2 separate regions of the Triticum aestivum genome follow, and region 1 is linked to region 2. A link is a contact called in public Hi-C data. All regions are on one chromosome and are shown on one strand. The core of a region is the stretch at or near the end of the contact, and the rest is flanking DNA. Distances in the headings are between cores, read along the strand shown. Region 1 has its middle 180 kb from the start of LOC123103129. Region 2 holds the start of LOC778383 (NAC domain-containing protein 1).

Region 1 (4,138 bases), core at 1,047-3,546, 270 kb after region 2:
AAAAACCCGGATATGCCGTTGTACCCAGTACTTTTAAGTTTAGCGCTGCAAATTGGCAACCAACCCTCGCTAGGTTGACAGGCTAGGAACGCTGTTGTCGATCGAATGGCTTGGAGGTTTTACCCCACCTTTTTTTAGACAAACTCGCGAAGCTTTTATTTAACCGTCACAATGTTTACAGGGACGAACAAAAGATCGCCGGGGTGGCCTAACCAAACATAGCGGTCGGTCCCCCAATGCTAATGCATTCTTCGCGAGGTTGTGGGCCTCAAAGTTCGAGATCCGAAATTCATGACTAAAAGTACAAGAGGAGAAAAAATGAGCTCTATCCATTATTTCATGTACCACTGCTCCGTATGATGGAGGTTACACTCTCACAAACTCCTCTAGAAAGCCGAAAGCAAGACATTGAAAAAACTGGGATCGCTTGTGTGACCGATTTAATGAGGACTTCCTTACCACCAACTGAAAGCATTTTCTGCATCCATCCTCTTACTTTCTCCCACACTCTGTCAAGAAGGTACTTGAACGTGTCGTTCTTGGAGTGACCAACACCCTAAATATCTGTCACTCAAGGATTCATTGTGGACATTTAGACTTGCATGACACCTTGTTTAAGAGAATCTGGACAACATCTGCTAAAGAAAACAGAAGATTTTTCATGATTTATTCTCTGTCCTGAGGCTCCACAATAAGTACCCAACAGGTTTGAAACCAATTCTGCTCCCTCCAGACTTGACTAAAAAAGCAACAGGCTATCGTCTGCAAACAAAAGATGGCTAACAGTTGGGGCTGTAGGGGCCACCTTGATGCCACCAAACGCTGACGACTGAGAACTGGACTTCAAAAGGCACGACAGGCCCTCTGCTGCAAGTAAGAAAAGGTAGGAGGAGATCAGATCTCCCTGTCGAATACCCCTCGAGGGTTTAAAATGCTCTAGCTTTTCACCATTCAACAACGTAGAAAATGATACTGATTTAACCATCCCCATGACAATGTCCATCCAGCCAGACGAGAAGCCTAGCTTAAGCATTATGGCCTGAAGATAATCCCACTCCAAGCGATCATACGCTTTCATCATATCAAGTTTCAGTGCACAACTGCTATTGGTTTTGATCGGTTCCTCTTCATGAAATGCAAACACTCATATGCACAAATAATGTTATCTGATATTAATCTATCGGGAACGAACGCTGACTGTTCTTCAGAAATAATGTCAGGGAGTATGACCTTCAGCCTATTAGCTATGACTTTTGAGGCAATTTTATAGAGCACATTGCAAAGGCTAACAGGTCTAAATTGGGAGAGGTGTGTCGGGCTTGACCCCACCTATTCCCTTTCTTTTTTACTTATATTACATTCGTGCCTGCGAATGGACCGGCCCGTATTCACGCTCCTTCAGCGAAGGCTCGATGATTTGCCGCACGCGAGCGGCAAAAATAAGCACTCCCTGTGCACTCGCAACACCGTCTGTCCTATATGGGCCAACCCAATTTGATTTTCCTCCCTGAACTAGTTTTTCATTGCTTCATGTTTTGTTTTTCCTTTCTTTTTTCTTTTTCCATTTCTCTTTTCCCATCTTTTTTCCTTTCTTATTTTTCAAACACATGAACTTTCTCTAATTCTTGATTTTTTTCCAAATTCATGGCTTTTTTTTCAAATTCATGATTTTTTAAAGGCACAAATATTTTTTCCAAATTCGTGGACTGTTTTTGTGAACTTTTTTCAAAATCAAGCCCAATTTTATAGATACAGAAAATATAATACGTGAACATTTTTTTGAAATACAGGAACAATTTTCAAATTCAAGATAAAAATGAAATCTGGGAATATTTTTCACATTCTTGAACATTTGTTTTGGAAAATTTGGAAGATTTTTAGATTGTTAAGGGAACAATTACCAAATTCAAGACATTTTTAAGACTGAAGAACATTTTTTGGAATCTAGGAATGTTTTCCAATTTATGAATTTTTTTTTAAATCAGAGGGCATTTCTCAACTTCGTAAAAAAATTGAATTTTAAAGCATTTTTAAATCTCAGAACAATGTTTCAAAATTCTTGAATTTTTTCAAAGTAAGAAATATTTTTTGAATTCCAAACATTTTAAAATTTGTGATCATTTTGCAAACTTTTAAGAACATGTTCTATATATTTTTTGGAAATCCCAAGCATTTTTCTATGAAGCAAAAAAAGAGCAAGAGAAATAAACTAGGTGCTCCGCATAGCAAGAGAAATAAACTAGGCGCTACACCTGCCCTGCCTTATGCACTAAATAGGAGTTCTGCGACCACGAGAGCTATGTCTCGCATCAAGCGAGATGGAAGTTGCTGGAACTCTTTTCTCGTGCAGGCAACTGGGCCGATCCATCAACCTGCCAAGAAGACTGGTGCTACTAGCCACTACGGCCACCTGGTGTTCACAGCTAGTAGTGCGGGCGTCCTTCTTTTTTCATTCTTTTTGCATTTGTTTCTTTAGTTTTATTTTTAAATTTATTTATTCTTTGGTTCGTTTTGTTTATTTTTTGCTTTTGCTTTTTCTTTTCTTGTTTTTTTGTTTCTTTTTTGGGTTTTCATTTTTACATTATTTTATATATGTCAATAAGATTTGACATGTTCAACATATTTACAATACAAATTCAAATTTCTTTAATATGTGCTCAATATTTATATACATAGTTTAACAATTTTAAATGTTTGATTAACATTTTAATTCATAAGATTAACATTTTTAAGACATGGTCCACATTTTTCCATAAATTATTTAAATGCTTGATTAACTTTTTCATTAAAAATATTAATATTTTTTAATACATGGTCAACATTTCTTCAAACACTTGATTAACTGTTTTACATACATGATAAAAAGTCATAATTTTTATAATACATGGTCAACATTGTTTATACACATTTAAACATTTCAGAAATGCTTTATTAACCTTTTCGAAATACTTATTCACTTTTTAAAATTCCCGTCTAAATTTTTTATTTACATGATAAAAAAAATTCTTCATTTTTCTAAAACACGATCAACATTTTCTCTATACACGTTCAACATTTTTCAAATGCTCGTTCAACATTTTTTTGTTGTATTTTGTAGAGCCTTTATTTTTATCAAGAGAGATAGAGAGAGAGAATATTTTAAAATATATATAGAAGTATAAAAATAAAGCAAAAACAAAAACTTAAAATATAAGAAAAATAGAAAAAGAGGTTAGGACCTGTCACGCGCGCGGGCCGGCTCATCTCGCTCGCCCCATCACCGAGTCAAAAGCAGGACTCAAAATCGAGATGTAGGGGCGCCCCTCCACGACAAATTGCCGGAGCCACGCACAAGAGGTCTCACTGAGCGCGCAGCCATTGCACGGTTACTCTAGCAGTTTTTGTTCATGATAGCAGGTGATTACTGTAGGATGGTCAAAAAATGTGAACAACTTTTTAGAAAGTGAGCATTACTTGAAAACGCGGCCATTTTTTAAGTTGCCAATATTTTTCCAAACATTAGCAAAATTTCCAAATTTCAAGCATTTTTCACTAAAATGTGAGGAATTTTCGTAGGATTTCTTGAAAATTTCTCCGAAATTGGGAACAAAAAATTAAAATATTCGAAATGTTTTTAAAGTGCTGTGTGGTTTTCAAATTTTACAATAATTCTTAAACATTGCGAACAATTTTTGAAAAATCCAAACAAAACTAAAAATAGGAGCATTTTACAAAAATGTGATCCTTTTTGCAAATTTGAATAATTCTTTGGAAAAATATGAACAATTTTTGAAATTCCAAACAAACTTTTAAGATTTTTAACCTTATTTAAATTTGTGAACTAAAAAAGGATAAAATAAAAATAAAAAAAGGAAAGAGGAAAATAAGAGAAATACCTATGGTATGCTGCCAATTCAAAAATCTATAGAAAACCTGATTTAGGGACGCTCTAGAAGGTCCTAAAACAATATAAACTGTAAGACAATAAGTTTTGGGGAACCAGCACAACCCTCTAGGGGTGGCTTATCTCATTATATATAATGGTTGTGTTACAATATGTACCATATACGTACATAGGTAGAGAAGCTATACATAGTCTAACACCCTCCCTCAATCTTAGCCACTTTCTAAAGAACTGAGAAGGGTAAGATTGCGCCTA
Region 2 (4,144 bases), core at 975-3,474:
CCAGTTTCTAGCCTATCTAATTCGCAACGTGTGATATATACCAGCATGCGCGGCAACTAAATTAAGTTCAGCAGCAGTTGAGCGGCGTGTGCCGCCGCCTTCTTCATCTGTCCGGCCTGCCACAATTTTAATTCCACGCCTGGACGGTTCCTGCGAGCTGACGTTTTGCCGTTCGATTGGCCCCGGAGCCTTAGTTAAATGATGTGTATTTGATTCGGGCTTTGGTTTCCGGTGACAGATGCTATGGATCATTCGAGCGAGCGTTAGTTAATTGCTCCTGGCTGTACGGTGGACAAGGGAAGGGTTCAGACCGCACACGCTAGCAACAAGCCTCGATCATTAACTAGTGCTGGGTACGCCAGCAGTTAATTAACAAGTCCGGCTGCGTGTGTCGGCCATGGAATGGATGCGTCGTTGGTTTTGCATTCTGGAATTAACTAAGAACCCTAGGATATATGATGATCATCACATGTAGGAGTATCTTGTAACAATACTGGATTAATTTATTTCACAATAAACCCCGTAATTTACAGCTTTTGTGCTACACCAAGAATTCTGAAATTTGTCCGTTCTTATCGGTTGGGAGTTCACGACGCAGCAAGCAAGCTAGATCCCTGCCTATCTGCCACAACGGGCGATCTCCTCGATCTACAGCAAGTTCAAATGGAACAACGATGATCTCTTCGATCCAAGCTCTCTGGTTCTTCACATGTGCAGCTGCTGGCTGAGGAACGGATGGATCAGCATGCCGCTGTACTGATCCGCCGGGAGCTGCAGCTGGCTGCAGTACAAACTGCCGCTGGACCTCTTCCTCTTCATGCCGTTGTACCTATCGCCATTCATGCCGTAGTCATCTACACGGGCCTCGGGTATCTGAGGCACGTCGATGGTGTCGATGTTCACGTAGCCATTGTTATTGTTATTATAGTGTAGCGTTTGTTGCCATGGAGGCTGCGAGTAGATGAGCGGGTTTTCCGGCGGCAGCTGGTAGTCTGCTCCGGCGTCCGACGACGAGGCGCCGGCGCCGGCGCCGTCGAGGAGGAGGTGCGAGAGCGCGGCGTAGTCGACGGTGTTGAGCAGGTCGGTGAGGGAGCACGACTTGGCGATCGCCATGGGGCGGAACTGCTGCAGCTGCAGCTGGTCGTCGCCGTCGCCGTCGAAGGCCTCCGACTTGGGCGACGACACGGTGTGGTTGTTGTGCGAGTCCTCCACGGTGGTGGAGCTCTCCTGCTCGTGCTCCTGTTCCTGGTCAGAGGAGGAGAAGTTGTGCAAGTTGTTGCACTTCTTGTGGATCCTACACAGCACCCAGTCATCCAGCTGCTCGAACAAATAAATAAAAATCCCGGATTAATTCGCTGATTAAACAAACATTTCAAATGCAAACAATTAAGTCGAGTAAGTTGTAGTAGCTTATGGTACAAGCAACTGCTCTTACCAAAGTGAAGAAAATACAGTAGATAATAAATAAATAAATAAGCGAAGAAGAAAAAAAAATGCTCACCCTCATGGAGGATCCTCTGCGCTTGGTGGTCCGGTTGTCGGCGGCGGTGAGGCGGTACTCGTGCATGATCCAGTCGGTCTTGACGCCCTTGGGCGGCTTGCCCCGGTAGAAGACGAGCGCCTTCTTGACGCCGATGCTCTCGTTGGCCGGCGTGGACAGGATGGCCTTGTCGGTGCCGGTGGCCTTCCAGTAGCCGGACCCGGCGGCGCGGTTGGGGCGCGCGCCGTTGGGGTACTTGCGATCCCGGGGGCTGAAGAAGTACCACTCATTCTCCCCGAACAAGGCCTTGCCTGCAAAGTTCAAACAAGAAAATTAATACTCCAGTAATTAGAGCAGAGCTGGAGTTGATTAATCGATGGATGCTGTTGATTAGTTAGTCATGTATGTACCGGGGAGGTCCCATGGGTTGCACTTGTAGATGTTGACCTCGGCGATGATGGGCACGGGGCTGGGCATGGACGCGGCCTGCCTGCCGAGGTAGTGGACGATGAGCTCCTCGTCGGTGGGGTGGAACCGGAAGCCGGGAGGGAGGGCGGGCATGGCGGCGCTGCTGCTGCCCATTGGCATGGCGACGGTGAGCAGGTGGGAACGGAATCAATATGAGTTGGTGTGGATGATGTGATAGTGAGCTAGGTGGCTAGCTGGAAGGCGGGAGGAGGAGGTGGAGAAGATGGCTACTACTGCATATGAAATGCTGTGTGGTGTGGTGTTGATGGGAGGGAGGCTTGAAATTTTTCAGATGCAGGGAGTGGGGTGCCGATTTATAGCTGCCATGCCTTGTCCGCTTGCGAGTCAGCAGCGGGGTGGTGGGTGGATCAGGATCGCGAGGGGCAGAATCGGCAACTAATTACTTAGTTTATTTACGTCAACACGTACATATCTTTTCAAATACCAAGGCTAATGAACTTCTTGCATCAGTGGAGTGTAGTTATATTCTGCCTTACAAGGGCAAAACTAAGGTGGTGTTTGGTTCTCTAGTCCTAAAACTTTTCCTAGTCTCAACTAAAAAGTCCCTAGTCCCTAAAAGTCTCCCTGTTTTTTCATAGACTAAAAAGTTTATAGTCCCTTTCTAGAGGTTATTAAATGACCATGTTGCCCATAATATACAGAAAAATAATAATTAAATAACACCATGGGATGGCGGGCCAATAGGTTCATGGAGGGGCATTGTTGGAAAAGTCCTCAAAAGACTTTCTTTGAGGGTCTTCTTCATTTAGTCCTAAATAACTAGTTTACTTCGTAAAAAGTCTCTCTGTTTGATAAAAAAGTCTCTAAAAAAGGCTTTTTTTAGGCCCTACAAAAAATATCCCTGAAAACAAACACCCCAAAGACTACTACTAGACAAGCCTAGATTCACACCAGAATTAATGCGTGGAGCGCAAAACACAGGCGGACACGTGCGAGCGCGATCAAGTGCACAAGTTTCTCGCCGCGGTGAAGGTGAGACGGGCAAATGGCTAATCTGCCCCTGTGTGCGTACGGGTGAGCTAATCATCGGCGTGGCTCCACGTCGTGTGTGGAGGGGGGACGAACGAGTCGTGGATAACCAACGCAAAAGAACAGACTTTTTTTTTTCTCTCTTCTCTTCTTTTCTTTTGGTTAGCAGTAGTAGCAAGCAGGAATGGTGAGGACGACACCGGCTGCGACACCTGTCCGCCTTGTGGTTGCCGCCAATGATATGCGCCCTTTGGCGTCTTGCGGGCTCGTGGCCAGCTCGTGCCTGCCTCTGTCTCTCTGCCCGCCCGCTGCCTCCTTCCTTCGTTCGCTCATTGTTTGATTTTTTTAATAATACTGTTTGGGTTGATTTATGGCCGGGTCCATCTCGTGGATTTCATGTGCCACCGACCGGACCATAGCTATAGCATGGCATCCTGGCTCGTGGGGGCGTGCATATGGAGAACTTCAGATAAGGGAGAATGCGGTGCTGGCCGTACGGGGTCCGCGTACACGAGCTAATAATTAATACTCTATGTATATCTCATATTAAAGTGCATCTAGATACATCCGTTTCAACGATATTGAAATCGATTGAAGGTAATACCAAAGCTGATGTAAGACTTCATCTCATACTACCGCATGACAAACACATGCCATTCCTTACAAACACGTGCCATTCCTTACCGTCTTGCACATATGTGAATGAAAACAATTTAAGTATCGGCCTAATTATACAAGGGTCATCGCTTCAGAACAACAGAAAACTCTAGTGCATCACTTCCAACAATTACGAGGTGACTCCCACCATCACCCCTCCCCCTCCCTCGGGTTTTCCCGCTGGCGACACCTGGCCTCCGCAATCCCTCCTCCTCTAACACTCTCTCCTCTCTTGTCCTTCCTTTGGGCTGAAGTCACATGGCGGCCAATGACCATTGGGGCAATTGTGCGACCGAAGCCTGATGGGATGGCCACCACATGTGCATGTGGTTCTAGGGTCACAAACTGACATGGCATCTCACCTCTTCGAATGATGTCTGGCTCGGGATGGATCTGCAAATCTGGGTGCATGGTCAACTTTCCTAGCTGACGGGCCACCTCCTCGTCTGGGTGCTTCCCTTCAGTTGAGGGTGCGAGTCGTGCCACTTGGGTGCGGGGGTCACAACTCAAGTGTTGCCTCATGGCCATGGTTGCAAGGGCGACGTGATG

What was found. Hi-C and Micro-C count contacts between places; a contact is called where the count stands out from the background.
Region 1: a Hi-C map of an unstated tissue shows a contact between it and region 2, with 10 times the contacts expected there. The contact joins the enhancer-like site here to the promoter of LOC778383 in region 2. A contact is called at or near these places in 4 of 5 Hi-C or Micro-C datasets (leaf, root and an unstated tissue).

What each region holds. Positions count from the first base shown.
Region 1 is chr5A:318,062,210-318,066,347 of IWGSC CS RefSeq v2.1, forward strand. No RefSeq gene overlaps it. Among protein-coding and RNA genes, the nearest start is that of LOC123103129, 180 kb to the right of the region's middle. Within about 2 kb of position 2,297, at least 1 of the 8 cell types and tissues checked has an H3K27ac peak or open chromatin away from gene starts, as enhancers often do. A contact at or near this core is called in root, where this site is marked.
Region 2 is chr5A:317,795,997-317,800,140 of IWGSC CS RefSeq v2.1, forward strand. LOC778383 (NAC domain-containing protein 1) reads right to left here and starts at 2,225. Exons shown (of 3, transcript XM_044524623.1): 1 at 1,891-2,225; 2 at 1,502-1,791; 3 at 479-1,317. The coding sequence starts at 2,068. The coding sequence ends at 706.